Regions from separate parts of the Mus musculus genome. Here region 1 is linked to region 2. Evidence: chromatin contacts called from public Hi-C data. All regions are on one chromosome and are shown on one strand. The core of a region is the stretch at or near the end of the contact, and the rest is flanking DNA. Distances in the headings are between cores, read along the strand shown.

Region 1 (4,829 bases), core at 2,260-4,759, 180 kb before region 2:
GTCTCCAGTGAAATGAAGTAGATGGAGTCATTACCATTAGCTCCCCCGTGGATCCTCTTATACTTTGCCCAGATAGGAGGAGGAGGAGGAGGAGGAGGAGGAGGAGGAAGAAGAAGAAGAGGAAGAGGAGAGACAAGAGCTAACTCCTTACAGATAAATGACAAGAAGATCTAGGTACTTAATAGGCCTTTAATGATGGAGGTGAAGGTGGAAGTGGAGTGAGTGTTTGGCTGATACAAGGTAGTGAATTATGTAAAGTTTTCTGTCATGCTAGGCTAATCTTCTCTGCATCTTCTGGCTGGAAAGAATATGGTTTAACTGGGGACTTTTATAGTTTTTTATATTACAGTTTAAGGATGTAGGTGTCTCAGTTGTCTATATCCATTATATAAGGAACAAATCAAGAGTTCAACACTATGTTGAACCTCAATTCCTAAGGTTCCCATCTAGATGTTTTTCCTTTTCTTTTAAAATTTAGAGTAGGTTGTACTAGTTTATATCTATCTTCCTATTTACATAAGGGGGACGTTGACAAATTAGACCATATTAATATATGTTACCACCTTATTGAAAAGGAACCATGTAGGAGGGCAAAAGGCATAGGAAAAATGTCATGTGTATGTATATACATACTATATATATTCAACAAAATCCTGTAGTATCTAGCATATCCTATATATAAGAAAAATAGATAAATTGTGAATATAATGAATAGAAATGAAAATACAGTCTCCTGAAGAATTATAAATTGTAAACAACAACAAAGAAAAGGTTCAATTTCTTGGTAATTATAGAACACTAAAGAAAACCCTCAGTGGTGAACTTCAAATCACATGCCAGTGGCTGCAGTGGGAGAGCCTAACGGACCAAAGGGTGAGATTCTATAACTTGCTGGTGGGGGCACTGAAGCCCTCCTGGACTTAAAGAGAATAAAAGGCACCGACCAGAGTCTCAGAAATTTACTAGCCATGGTATGGAATTCATGTTTGAGCTTTTGCTACAGAAATGACCATGTTTATTCACAAACAAATGTACAAGAATACTCTTTGCAATTCTATTTGTAGGAAATATGAAGTGAAGCTTCTAAGTTCCAACAGTACAGTAGACAACAAAGCACTATTTATCCTATTCATAAGGCGGGAAGTCAATGAACTCTGAGTGGCAGTGAACACAAAATGCCAGGGACCAGAGGCTTTGTCTCCTACTCATAAGTCTCCAGAGAGGAGACTTCATCAAAACTTGAAGGGAGCAAACTGATAATACAAAGGAAGTGACTCGATTTCAGTCAAGGGCTTGGTGAGGAAGTCTAATATTTTCTACACACACTGGCTATCATTTCATTATGTTCTGTTAAAATCGTTTGTAGATTTATGAAAAGGGTTTACATATGCTTGTCATATCACTGAGAACTTGAGTGTCTTCCATTTACAAGTTCATTAGGCTGTATATGTATAGTGATAATAAACAACTCAGTCTATTAAGTAATATGGAGAAAAATAGCAACCACAAAAAAGTTAAAAAAAATTTTTTTTTAAAGCTAGAGTCTTTCACTATATAAACCAGGCTAGGCTGGCCTCGTACTCCTAATCTCCTGCCTCAGCCACCAAATAGTAATGTCTGTAGAAACCAGCTAGTTACCATTAGTCAGGTGGCAGAGCACAGGAAGAATATAGCTTTATCACAATGACAGCTAGCAAAAGTAAACATTTCTTCATTTGTTATAGTTCATATCCTTAAACACAATAATGAGCTTATTGTTTTTTTAACATTTCCTATTCCTTGAAATAAGACTGTCTTAAGATTTATACACCTGGTGTTTATTTTCATTTTACCTTTGCAAAATTGCAAACAAGTGTTTGAAGATGATTCAAAAGTGAGTATTTTTGCTGTCTACTTTCAAGAAGACAGTTTTTTTTTTTTAGGGATTCAAATTTAAATAGTGGTACAATGCATCAATTTAAGTTTTATAGAGAGGACAAGGTTAAGAACGTACTGTGGAGCTAAGAAAAGCTAGCATACCTGCGGGGCCTTGATGTCCTCACATGAGTACGTCTGCATAGCTCTTTGTTGAGCACAGCTGCCTTCTGTTTGGTCAATTTCTTTCTGGTTTCTACCATCTTCGATAGGGCTTATATTCTGGGATGTTTCCACAATAATTGTTCCCAAATTTTGAAAGGTTTGTGTTTCAGAATCACTGCTTTAAAAACAAAACAAAATACAAGAATCAAAAAAAAAAAAAAAAAAAAAAAGGATAAAATGAACCCCAGCAAGACAGAGTTACATATGCACTTCTCCAAACATGGTGATCACTGTTGTTTGGTTCTCACTATTAAACTTATACATTTCAAGAACTTCATCAGGAAACTTGATCCCTAGCACAATATTCCCACCAGCCCCTTTTGGAAGTGTCCCTGCAGAGCATCAGTCCAGGAAGCCCATGGTGCCTGACTGCCAGTCTCCAAGCCAGGGCACACAAGTTAATTTTTTTCTTTTTTTACAGTAAGTTCCCTCCCCCCCCCCCCCAGAAGGTATAAAATTTTTATCTGTTGGGCCTTTTACCATGGGCTATAGTTTTATTCCTTATATCTGAAATAGTATACCCGCTATGAGCCAGGAACTTTTGTCTACAAAAGGGTTAAAGTAGTAAATAATAAAATAGGGGGAAACAATCCATGCCTTCATATACCTTGCATCATAGTAACAATCTGGACTATAAGAATATCCAGATAAGGATGAGTAAAATACACAGTACATGAGCAGTGATGTGCTCGAGAGAGAAAAACAAAGGAAGCAATGAAGCGATTAAACATTTGAAGATCATTCACTGGCCACCACAGACATGCAAATTCAAACTACACTGAGATGCCATCTCACTCCGGACAGAATGGAAGTCATCACAAGAACAAATAACAACAAAACCAACCTGGCAAGGCTATCAATGAAAGAGAGAGAACTCTCATGTAATGCCTAAGAAAATGAAAACTAGTCCAACCACGGTCAAAATCAGCATAGAAGTTCCAAACTAAAACTAGATCTCCCATATGGTTCAGCTGGACCATTTGTGGGTACTTACCAAAAAGACTGCAAGTCACTATGCCAAAGAGATGCTTGCAGAATAACACTGCAGCGCTACTCACAAAAGCTAAGTTATGAAACCCAATTGAATGCCCATCGACTCAGGGATGGATGAAGATGATGTAAAGACAGAACAGAATTCTTTTCCAACATCAAAGATGAAGTTATGTTGTTTGAAAGAAGATGGCTACAACTGGAGACAACCACTAAGTGATAAGTCAGTCTCAAACAGACAAATCTCATGTTTCCTCTTATTCACAGATAAGATTTTCCACAGGTATCTGAAAGCATATCTGGTGCTGATAGTTGATTTGGTAGTTTGACCAAGAGTGGCCCCCACAGGCTCATTTATTTGTATGCTTATTCATCACAGAGTAAAACTCTTGAACAGGATTACAGAGATTAGGCAGTGTGACCTCATTAGAAGAAATGTGTCACTGAGGGGGGTCGGGGGGGGGGGGCTTTGTGGTTTCCAAAGCCCAAGCCAGGCTCAGTCTCTCTCTGTGCCTGCTGCCTGAGGGTGAGGATACACAGCTCGAAGCTACTTCTTCACTGGGCCATGCCTGTAACAGATTTTGTTGTTATTTGTTTTCATAATGCCCCCATTCTGCCTGGAGTGAGATGGCATCTCAGTGTAGTTTTACCTGCCTGACCCCCCCCCCCCCCCCAATGAACCATGCCTGCCTGCGTGCTGACATACTCCCTGCCATGATAATAATGGACTAAGCCTCTGAAACTGTAAGCAAGTCCCCAACTAAGTGCTTTCTTTAATAAGAGTTCCCTTGGTCATGGTGTCTTCTCACAGCAACAGAACAGTGACTAAGACAATGGAAGTGAAAAGTTTAGGGAAACACAGAGAGAAAAGGAGAGAAGGGATGGACTATGTTCAAAGCATATAAGAGACTTGTATGAAAATGTATATTCACGATTAAAATGATTTGGAAAAAAAACAAGCTTTGAGGTTGAAGAGGACATAACAATAACTTTTTCACGTAGATACATTTAAACTATTTTACATAGATACATACTCTTTGATACATCTTTAGGGAAACAAAACAGCTCATGGCTTGTCCTAATTTTCCTATTCTAAATGATTTTGAGATGCTTCACTGCCTTGGTCTCTCTTGAACATGCTCTAGCTTATGCTAACCTAGCAACAAAGTGAGAATTCAGATTCACATCCTAAGAACTCTACGTTAAGTGTTTCTTAGAAGGACTTCTTGGGGCTAAACTTGTATAATTCTCTTTGGCATGTCCATTCTAAAATAGACTCATACAGTATTTCTACATATTGACTATTAAATATCTATTTCTTCTAGAGTCGCTAAACAACAGACATTTTGTACTCAAAGTGAACTGTTCTGAAGTCTTATTATATATACAACAGGATCTTCCTAGTCTGCTGACATCTTTGGAAATCATGATTCCACATTGTAAAGTTTTTCTCCACCTCTCATATTCTGAAGTGTATCTACTTTCTGATTTTTGAGGGCCATTTTTAATGACAAAGTTGATAAGTATGCCTTGTTAAGGTTCAGATACATTGTGTTTAAAGGTGAGATAAGATGTGGGCTGGGTAACAGGTCAGTGGTAGAGCACTTAGCATGAGGAAGGCTCTGTGCTCAGTCCTCAGTATAGGCCCAGGTTAGAGAAAAAGGCATAGATCTGCCTGATAAAAATTTATTTTCAAGAACTAGGCAGACTTTCAGAAATCAGTTGTTGGGGTGGTTTGACTATGCTTAGCTCAGGAAATG
Region 2 (4,818 bases), core at 75-2,574:
GTGTTGGCGGTTCCTAATTAGTGTCTCTTAAATACAGCGATTTTTTTCCCTTAAAGACTTGTAATTAACTGAATGAATTCTCAACATTTTTATTTCCTAACCCTATATGTGGTTAGAGCCAAATCTAAGGAGATGGTGGTGAGAAGGCAAAACCAATAAACTAACTAAATAAATAAATAAATAAATACTCTGCACTGAAGGACAGGCAAGCTCACCATCCCCAAACCCTCAAACTAATCTGGGAAGTAATGTGAGATGACTGCTCTAACAACTGCTTTCCTCTGGCACACTCACATGAAAGTACTTCACTATGGGATCACTGGAAGTTAATAAATGAATACGTAGCATCCTAAGGTTGTAGTCCCGTTCCCAGGGCTTTCTAAAAACTGTGGTTGTGTTTGGAACTTAAGTTTAACAAGGTAAGAACAAGGGTTAAGTGTGGGTCTGAAGTTTAAAAACGGGCAATTTCCATCAGTGGATTTTATTTTTCTGACACGGTCCTGTTTATTTCAATTCACGAATGCACTCCACTCGTGGGCACTGGGTATCACTAGACAGCACCAGGAACTTGGGCTTTGAGGAAGGAGCCTCTGGAGAGCATCCTATTAAAATCGAAACCCGGGTCTGCAGCGGGACAGAGCCTGCAGCCCAGACAGTGGGCAGAGGCAGGGCGTGGAGCCTGGAGGGCGCGTCCCGGGAGGGTTCACTAGGTGCCCCGGGCCGCGAGCATGAGCTCGGGCGGCGGTGATGGGCGGCGCTGCCCCCGGCCGGGGCCGTGGACAGGAAGGCCGGCGGCCAGTCCTGATACCTGACACAGGGCCAGCTCCTCCTTTAGGCTGCTCAGCTCTTCCTCCAGCAGCTGCGATCGCGTCGCCTTCGCCTCCTCCGAGGAGAGGCCCTCTGGCCACCAGGAACCCGCGGGCGCGCTGGCGACAGGAGCGACAGCGGCCCCGGCCCGCCCCGACCCTCGCCGTCCCCCTGACCCTTCTTCGCCCCTCCAAAGTAAGTCGCTTTTATCCGCGACGACCTCCCTCGCGGCGCCCGCCAGACCCGAGGCCTCGCTGCGCACAGCGTGCACTTCGGCTCCGCGCCCGACGCGCAGGGACCGCCGGCTGGACCGCCGCACCGGGGGCGGAGGCGGCGAGGAAGACGGCGAGCGCGCCGCCATGGCCGCGGCGCCTAACGGGTCAAGTTCCCGCTTGAAAACTCCACCTTCCCTTCCCCATCCTGGGGAGCCTGGCCTGCCGTCCTACGCATGCGCGGAGCTTTTCCCGCCTGGTCCGGCGATCGCGGTTCCTAGTGGGCTTGCCGCGGGCCCAGCTCCGAGCGCGGGCGGCTGAGCTGATCTGCGCATGCGCGCCGGGCCGGCGGAGGCTCGACCAGCAAGTTCATTGCTGGCGCCTCCACTGTCCCGAGTCCGAAGTGCCTGACTTTCCCGCCCTCCTAACGCCCTAGCTCCGCCGAGGGCCTACTTTACATCCCTCGTCTTAAAGCCTTCCTGACAAGCCCCCAGCCCCCAGTGATCCAGAACTGTGAATTCTTTCCTCCTCCAAGGCTTCTGCCAACTCGTTTTTCACGTTTCATTGACCGCCCTCAAGTGTTAGTTACCCCGCTAATCTCTCCAACGCTGTTGTAAGCTCCTTGAGGATCAGGGAATAGGTTTTAGAGTTAAGTGTTTTCTTCACACCCCTTGGCAACGCTGCCTTACGTGCGGCTGACATCTAACCGACTGAAGTCAAGGAGACGCGGAAAGCCTTGTGCTGAGCTGGGACTATCGAGCAGGCTTCCCACTTGAATTATGATCCTTCCTACACCCTTTGTCTTTTGTTTTGCAAGAGTCATGGTTTCCTTTGAGTCTTTATGTCAATTTCTTTATCCCTTGGCTGGATATCAGAGCAACTTTGTCCTACAAGGCCCAACGGCTTGGTGTCCTTGGACCGAACTAAAGTCAGCAATGGAGTCTGATGAAAGAAATGAGACTGACTCACTTTTTTAGTCTCTGGTCTTTTCTCACTTGCTTTGCTATAAACTTCAAAAACACAATAACCTTTCTTTGCCCTTAAGACACTTCCTCCAGAGTGCTAAACTTAGTGAACGCGCGCACGCTGAGCTGAGTTTCACAGAAAGATAGAATTACTTTTTTGTTGTTGCTGGTTTGTTGGGGGGGGGGTGTTTGTTTGTTTGTTTGTTTTGTTTTCTAGGAAAAGTTTACAGAATTCTTGGAAGAGATTTGAAGTAGGGATTGAGAGTCCCACCGTGAAGTTACCATTTTCAAACCATTTTTGCCTGTACTGAGTCGGCATGCCCGAAGACTGCCTCTGGTCATCCTTCCAACACTGCAAAGTGTATTAGAGAATTACATGTTTCCAGTGCATGTAGGGCTCGGGGCCATGATGGCTCAGCCCATGCAGTGCTTGCCGTGAAATCATGAATTCAATCCCTCAGAGCCCACGTGTGTTTTCCAAAGCCGGCTGCCATGATGTTGGCAGACCTGTAATCCCAGAATTTAGGAGACAGAGGCCAGATCCTGTGACTTGCTGGTCAGCTACTCTAGCCAAATCTGCAAGCTCCAAGATCATTAAGAGTCTCTGTCTCAAAAACTGAGATGGGGAATGATTGAAGGAGACGCAGGACCTCAGGTCTCCACACACATAGGTACCCATAGAAATAAAAAAGGAAAAGTACATATAAACTTGTCCTACAAAGAACTATCGTGTTGAACATCTAACATTTGCTGAGTCCAATAATAGTTTTCAAATTAAATTCACTTATATCGAATTAGATGTCATCCGCATTGTACTAGAAACTGAGACTTCAGAGGTCATTGTAAATTTCATGACACTCCATGTCTGATACTATATTAGAGAAGCTAGAGTTTAAATCCATTTAATTCAAAAAACAATGCCTTTCATCTCAACAGTAATTTGAAACAAAGCATTGCATTCCAAGAATATATGGTATTTTACTGGGTTTAACACTGGGAATTCACTGGTATAGCCTGAAATACATGTGAGTGCCTCCTACTGGTCATTGCTTATTTCTTCATTTAACCCTAGAGTCTTTGGAAAAGCAATGTAATATTTTCTATTATGATTTCTAGTGTGTTTGATGCAATATCTCAATCGATCAATTGATAGGTGATAGATGATAGAAGTATTATAAATATACATAGGATAACAGATACAATGGATGGATAGATAGATAGATAGATAGATAGGATAATAGATACAAGATGGATAGATAGATAGATAGATAGATAGGATAATAGATACAAGATGGATAGATAGATAGATAGATAGATAGATAGATAGGATAACAGATACAAGATGGATAGATAGATAGATAGATAGATAGGATAATAGATACAAGATGGATAGATAGATAGATAGATAGATAGATAGATAGGATAATAGATACAAGATGGATGGATAGATAGATAGATAGATAGATAGGATAATAGATACAAGATGGATAGATAGATGGATAGATAGAGTCTCCCAAAGGGTAATATCTTGAATCTGTATCTTTGCCTAGGCAAATACTTTTAGAAGACTTGTATAATGGCAATATCACTTAACGTAAAATTTATCACATAACGTTTTAAATTATTTCAACTATCAATGAAGTAGTATTATGTTAGTAACCATCCCCACAGTCTAGTTCCAGAACATTTTTATCATCTCAAGTCAGAACCTCCATGCCCATTCAGTCATTTCACATTCTTCCTCCCACTAACCCCAAAATCACCAACTTCTATCTATTTCTGTACATTTTTATTCTAAACATTGAAGAATGGAGTCTATGTAAGCTTTTATGTCTGCTTTTATATATTATATCAGAATTCACCCATGTTGTAGTATATATCAATACTTTATTATTTTTTAAAAGAAAGATTTATTTGTGTGTGTGTTTACTTGCCTGTATGTATGTATGTATGTATGTATGTATACCACGTGTGTGCCTGATGCCCACAAAAGTCAGAAGAGCATGTTAGACACCTTCCTGTAATGGAGATATTGGTGGTTGTGAACCATCCTGGGTAGTCCGCAAGACCAACAGATGTTCTTAACTGAAGTGCCCATCCTCTAGCCTATTGTGGTTTTGTAGATGAATAAGACTCTATTGTGTGGATAAACCACATTTTTCTTTATCTTTTCATCAGTCAGTATATGCTTACATTATTTCCATCGTTTACCTATCATGGATAAAACTGCTATAACATTTGTGTGTAGGATTCTCTTGGAAACTCCATGGTTAATTCTCTATGAGCGAAATCTCTAGAGCATCCAGTGATTAATTAATTTTAAAGACCCCCCTGAGGTTTTTATACTTGTATACTTTCTGTTCCTGTCAGCGGGGTATTAGGGCTCCAATTTCTCTACAACCATGCCAATATGTATATTTTGTTTTGTTTGGGTTATGGTTTTAATTCTCTTAACACCCAAGCCACTGCTTATTATGTGTGTGGCTTTGACTTGTTTGTTTGTTTGTTTGTTTGTTTGTTCCCTTTGACCAGTGGCACTGAGTATCCCTGAATGTGTTTGGACATTTGCCCATGTTCTTAGAATTATTTCTTTAAGTCCTTTGAGTTTTGTGTGTTTCAGTTTCTGAGTTTGTTGTTGTTATCAAATGTTTTGTTTGTTTGCCTTGAGATAAAGTCACAGAATGTAGTTTCAAACTTACCAACTTCTGGCTTCAGACTCCCAAGAGTTGGGATTGCAGGCCTAGGCCACCATGCCTGGCTATTTGACTATTTTTAATTAGAATGGCTTTGTTACTATTGTTTGTAGGGCTGCTGTTCATTGCCAGAGTTCTTTA

The links. A called contact is a pair of places that touch in the nucleus more often than the background predicts.
Region 1: a Hi-C map of rod photoreceptor shows a contact between it and region 2, with 2.0 times the contacts expected there. The contact joins the enhancer-like site here to the promoter of Cntln in region 2. A contact is called at or near these places in 16 of 39 promoter capture datasets (the 3T3-L1 cell line, 3T3-L1-derived adipocytes, the C10 cell line and 10 more), 2 of 484 Hi-C or Micro-C datasets (cerebral cortex and rod photoreceptor), 2 of 115 datasets of contacts at active chromatin or transcription factors (bone marrow-derived macrophages and forebrain) and 3 of 9 other capture datasets (adipose tissue, liver and pancreatic islet).

What each region holds. Positions count from the first base shown.
Region 1 is chr4:85,060,546-85,065,374 of GRCm38.p6, reverse strand. It overlaps Cntln (centlein, centrosomal protein), which reads right to left. Exons shown (of 26, transcript NM_175275.4): 16 at 2,020-2,194. Among named protein-coding and RNA genes, the nearest start is that of Sh3gl2, 140 kb to the left of the region's middle. Within about 2 kb of position 3,509, at least 1 of the 459 cell types and tissues checked has an H3K27ac peak or open chromatin away from gene starts, as enhancers often do. A contact at or near this core is called in rod photoreceptor, where this site is marked.
Region 2 is chr4:84,880,815-84,885,632 of GRCm38.p6, reverse strand. Cntln (centlein, centrosomal protein) reads right to left here and starts at 1,324. Exons shown (of 26, transcript NM_175275.4): 1 at 809-1,324. The coding sequence starts at 1,168.